Regions from separate parts of the Mus musculus genome. Here region 2 is linked to region 1. A link is a contact called in public Hi-C data. All regions are on one chromosome and are shown on one strand. The core of a region is the stretch at or near the end of the contact, and the rest is flanking DNA. Distances in the headings are between cores, read along the strand shown.

Region 1 (2,932 bases), core at 163-2,662:
GAGAACATCAAAAAAATCCTTAAACAGGAAAATAGTAAGTAAATAAAAATTAGAAGTGTAAAGCCGAACTCACAGGCAGAGTTAAGTAGAGAGTTTGGGATACCCATGCCTCTGCGTCTGTTTTCAAACTTCTCATTATAGAAAGGTAAGAGCTAGGGCTAGAGAGATGGCTTAGAGGTTGAGAGCACTGGTGGTTCCTCCGAAGGTTCGGGGCTCAATGCCCAGCAAGCATATGGCGGCTCACAACTGTCTGTAACTCCAGACCCCTGGGATCCGATGCCCTCTTCTGGCCTTCCTGGGCACCGGTAATACATGTGATGGAAAGACATGCATGCAGACAAAACACCTATCCTTTAAAAATAAATATAAAAACTTAACACTCACCTACCCTCCCATACCCCCACACGTGTGCACGCATGCATGCACACACAGGCACATGAGGGTAAGACCTAACACTCTTGAGTTAACTACACTGGATATCTATGGCGTTCACGTTGCCTAGTGAATAGAGGCTTCACTAGGCATTCCAGGGTAATTTTTAACAGGTGGATTATGACACTGGTCAGAAAAGCACAAACCTGCTTTACTTCTTCTTATAACAAGATCTGGCCAGACACAAAATCCAGAGACTGTCAGCGATTTTAGTGAAAACACCAAGTGGGACTCATTAATTTCCTTCTCATCTCTCCCACAGACCGCGTTTGAGAGTTTCCTTTGGAAACCATATTGTGAGGCACTGAGCACATAGGCACACAAACCTTGCGAGGCACGATGCACTCGACTGTATCAGACATTTCTTTGTCAGAAGGACTGGCAGCAAAATGGCTCTGGTGGGAGTCTTACTGGGAACCACCCACGTTCTCCCACATGCCTCTCTGTGGTTCAACCATTCAGCCACCAGGCTTGTGGGTCTCAGGAAACCACCTGCAATCACTCTGGGGGAGAACTCTGTGTCCCTGCTGTGTATCCAGCAGGCAACTGCTTATTATTGTTGTGGATGTCATTATCATTAATTTTGAATGCATTAGGTGGGAGGAGGGGATGAGGAGGAGACTCGTGAGAGGGTGGGGATGATGGTGTGTTGGGGCTGAGGGATGCCAGCTGGAGAGGAGACGCATTTTAAAGAGGATAATTGAGAGGGGAAGAGAGAGAAACAGGGAACCTCACAGAAGAGAAGCAGGTTTGAGTAGTAGAATCAGTGAGAGAAATCAAGGTGACATTTTCATTGTCCTAATGTGACCTGACTGTTCCCGGGTAAATGCCAGCTTGTTCATTTCTGAGAGACTAGAGGAGCAGAAGCAAGAAGACATTCGAGGTCTTTGTCACTCCTCGGTGACTCTGACCTCTGAGACCAGAAGGTAGCCAAGGCCGCTGCAGAACCAAGCCTGCGGGAGGAGGGAGCGGCTCTCTGTGTTGATGACTCATTCTGGCACCAGCTTGACCTTATGGAACTAATTTAGCTGCACTGGGCTGAACCTAGTCATAATTAATAACAGGATATCTGTTTATATATAAGGTCCAAGTGTTACCAACAAAGGAAGTGGCTGGTGGAAAGAGACAAAGGGGAAAATAAGTGTTGGGGTAGTGGTTTCTTGGAGGACATCCTACAAGGCAGGTGGAGGGCTTGTAGATATGTTCATACACAAGTGCAGCCAAAGTGTGCCAATGTTTCCATCCTTATTAGGGACCAGCTCAGAGCCTTTACCATGTAACTCATGTAACTTCTGCACAGGCCTGTGCAGCAGCTGTCATTATCCCCCAGCAGAGGCTGGGAAAATAGCTTGCTTGGTATAAGCTTTAATAAGGTTTGAACTGGGCCGACATGATTTGAATCCGAACATGTTTTGACCTGCAAAGTCACCATAAAATCTTAGTTGCATGTAGAAGAGGTAGCTTGCCTGTGTATTTAAAAGCTAGTTGTCATGACCTTCTAGTGGAGTCATTATCTCTTTATAGGATGTACCTTAGTCCTAAAAATCTCACTGAATCAATTGATCCTTCAGCCTTATAAAACACTAAATGATTTTGTGGTCCGTAGAAAGTGAAAGGAAATGGACTTTGAAAGGAGAGAAAACCTTGATTTTTTATTTTGAGACAGTGTCTCATTTTTTTTTGTAACCAAGTCTGGGAACTCATTATGTTGCCAATGCTAACCTTAAACTCTCTCTCTCTCTCTCTCTCTCTCTCTCTCTGTCTGTCTGTCTGTCTGTCTGTCTGTCTGTCTGTCTTTCTCTATCATTTACCTACTTACCTACCTACCTATTGAAAGAAAGTTTTATGTGCCCAGACTGGCTTTGTTTTTGCTGTATAGTTGAGACTGAGTTTAATTCCCGATTCTCCTGCCTCCACCTCCTCAGAATGAAGAGTACAGGTGTGTACCATCCCCATTGCTTTATGCCGTGCTAGGCATCAAACCCAAGACCTTGTGTGTTGGGGATTGGCTTGGTGATGCTATGTATTCAAATGCTAAATACTGGCCTCTAGAATCTGGGTGCCCACCAGGAAGAGATCCTCAGGTTCGCAAAGTGGTGCTATGGAAACCCTGCTCTCCAGTTGAAAGTTAATTGGTTAATTAAAAGCTAGAGCCTGTGACTGAACCGTAGGGAGAGAAAGGCGGGTGTTGAGGACTGAGTGAGGAGGTCTCAGGAGAGAATAAGAGAAGGGAGGAGACCAAGAGAGGAGGAGGAAGCCATGAGAGGAGATGGACCATGAGCATGTGACCAGGAGGAACAGCAAGTGACAAGGGACATATGACTGGGATGCATGTTAGAATAGCTCCACACCTGCCCAATCTAGGCTTACAGTTTGTAAATAAAATACTTGGATTGTGTGTCTTTTATACAGGTCAGCTAGACTATGTAATTTATTTTATACTTGTGCACATTCGACAACGCTCTAGTAACTGAGTTACAGCTCCAGCCATTCAAGATCT
Region 2 (2,932 bases), core at 260-2,759, 230 kb before region 1:
GACACTTTTGGTTTTCTCATTCTAGTTCATTCTGAAAAAAAAAATATCCATCCTGCCTTTATTTTTGAGACAAAGCCTCATGTATCTTCGGCTAGCCTCTTAGGATATAGAGGTGAGTGAGACCCTGAACTCCTGATCTTCCCACCTCTACCTTCCGAGTGCTGGGACAATTCATGTGTACCATCATCGTGCCTGGCTCTAGTTTACTGGTTCTCAACTTGTGGGTTGTGACTTCCTTGTGGTCCAGTATCAGAAGCCATGCACACCATATATTTATGTCACAATTCATAACACTAACACAATTATAGTTATGAACTAGCAACAGAATCACTTTGTGGTGGTGGTGGTGGTGGATCACCAGAACATTTGGAAGATTGAGAACCACTGGCCTCGTAGATCTAGGAGGCTAACACCGTTTCTGGGCAAATATTGAAGAAAAGACCCTAAAGGGTCATAGGTGAATGCATGGGCAAGGGGAAGGGGAGGCCTGAGGCTAGTGAGCCTAGAAGACTCTGGAACACTATGCCTAGTGACATGCATCTCTTTCTTAAAGATGTTATGCACATGTGTGTATATGTATACATATACGTGCTATATATTATATGTATTATAAACGCAGATGTCTGCTGACTAAAGAGGCCATTGAGGAAGAGTTCCCCGTCTTGCAATCATGCATATGTGTGTATATGTATACATATATGTGCTATATAATATATGTATTATAAATGCAGATGTCTGCTGACTAAAGAGGCCATTGAGGAAGAGTTCCCCATCTTGCAATCATGCATATGTGTGTATATGTATACATATATGTGCTATATAATATATGTATTATAAATGCAGATATCTGCTGACTAAAGAGGCCATTGAGGAAGAGTTCCCCATCTTGTAATCATGCATATGTGTGTATATGTATATACATATATGTGCTATATAATATATGTATTATAAATGCAGATGTTTGCTGACTAAAGGGGCCATTGAGGAAGATTTCCCTCTTTTGCAATCTGCTCCTCTTCTCCCGTCACTTAGAAATTTTCTCAACCACAGTGATCGGCATGTCAGCTGTGATGATTGGCATGTCAGTCAGCTGCGATGCTATGATGCTTGCGAGAACCCAGAATACACGGTGTGAGGAGAGGCCCTTTGCCACGTTTATAATACATACATAATATATACAGGCAGAAAGTTTCAAATGCTCTGGCAGTCGCCACAGAGACAGGTGGCTGCTTTATTGCTACATCCAAATAAATCCAAATAAATCACACCTGTGAGTTCCACCTGAAAGCAACACAACTTAAAAACAATTGGGCGGGAGGGCTTGCTATTACACACGAATTAAATATCCATCTCTCAGTCAGTTTACTAGCACTACAAGGTTGGCAAGAGACTGGCTCAGTGAGAGTGAATCCCAGGGGTGATTTGGTGTCATCAAAACCCACTCAGTCTCATTGCATCAGCTCTGGGCAGACTCCCACAAGCCTGCAGCTGAGGACACTGGAAGACAATAAGCAGTTATTTACTGCTCATGTGCTTATTGGTCAGCTGGAGCTCCCGCCTCGGGTCATGGGGTCTTCCAAGCAACACACAGATGAAAAACCCAGTTGCCAGGACACAGCTCTCGATTTTGCATGTGTTACGCTGACATCTCATGGGTCAAATTAGCCGCGTGGTTACATCCAGTGCTGAGATGATATGGAAGCACACGCCTCCCTCCCACCACCCACCCCATGGAAAGAGGGAGATTGGAAGGAGAGATTAGATCCGAGTCAGTCCGTGGATCTAGGTGTCAAGGTCACTCAGCCTGTAGTCATGGTTATAGAAGATCTGATCTCATGACACCGTTCTAGCTCTCTCTCACACTACTCTTTTCCGTCATGATTAAAAAAAATGTATAAAATCCCTTTTATTTATGTTTGGACACACACACACATGTGGAGGAAGCAGGCTTCGAGGTCTCATACATACTCAAGCTATGTCTAGTGTAACAGTGTTCTGCAGCCTGTAGATCAAGATGTAGAACTCTGAGCTCCTTCTCCAGCACTGTATCTGCCTGCAGGCTGCCATGCTTCCTGCCATAAAGATAATGAACTAAACCTCGGAAACTATAAGCCAACCCCAGTGGAATGTCTTCTTTTATAAGGGTTGCTGTGGTCATTGCTTCTACATGGCAATAAAACCCTAACTGAGACAATATAATATTTTCTACTTCCTTCAATTTTCTTGTAAATTTCATAATGTTGTCTTTTTTATAGTGGAGGAAAATTCCCTTGTGTATACACACCACATTTTTCATTATCTATGCATCAGATGATGGACATTGAAGCTCAATTTCTTAGCTAGTTAATTTCTTTGTGGCCATATAGAATACAAGGAATTATTTCAGTCTTTCTTACTTGCTAAGACTTGGTTTTGCCCTAATATATGACCTATCTTGGAGAAAGTTCCATGGGCTGCTGGAAGAAATGTGTATTCCTCAGTATCTGGATGGAACACTCTGTGAAAATCTGTTAAATTCTTTTTATCTACGAAGTCATTCGATTCAGATATTTCTCTTTTTATACTTGGTCAGGATGACCTGTCAGCTGCCGAGAAGAGCATGAAGGCTACTCATTATTATTGCCCTGAGATTAACATGTGACTCACCTCTAATTTTACTTTGTAAATTAAATTTTATGTGTATGGTTCTTTTGCCAGCATGTATGTCTGTCCATCATGCCTTGTGGGACTGTGAAAGGCAGCCTGTTTTGGTTGAATGAGGCTTGCTCCGGAGACTCAGTAGAAAACTCTACAAGGGACGGAACAGTGAGCCACATTCCCAGAGACAGGTGCCTGACACCACAGAGCCCCAGTTCCATAATTCTGTGACTATCAGTCACGCAGATAAAGCCCCAAGCTCCTGGCATTCCAGCTAGAGTCTACCATCACAGTT

Evidence for each region. Hi-C and Micro-C count contacts between places; a contact is called where the count stands out from the background.
Region 2: a Hi-C map of uterus shows a contact between it and region 1, with 8 times the contacts expected there. The contact joins two enhancer-like sites. A contact is called at or near these places in 4 of 484 Hi-C or Micro-C datasets (the N1E-115 cell line, liver, nephron progenitors and 1 more).

What each region holds. Positions count from the first base shown.
Region 1 is chr6:140,146,386-140,149,317 of GRCm38.p6, reverse strand. No RefSeq gene overlaps it. Among named protein-coding and RNA genes, the nearest start is that of Gm30056, 47 kb to the right of the region's middle. Within about 2 kb of position 1,412, at least 46 of the 459 cell types and tissues checked have an H3K27ac peak or open chromatin away from gene starts, as enhancers often do. A contact at or near this core is called in the N1E-115 cell line and uterus, where this site is marked.
Region 2 is chr6:140,379,933-140,382,864 of GRCm38.p6, reverse strand. No RefSeq gene overlaps it. Among named protein-coding and RNA genes, the nearest start is that of Plekha5, 43 kb to the left of the region's middle. Within about 2 kb of position 1,509, at least 13 of the 459 cell types and tissues checked have an H3K27ac peak or open chromatin away from gene starts, as enhancers often do. A contact at or near this core is called in the N1E-115 cell line and uterus, where this site is marked.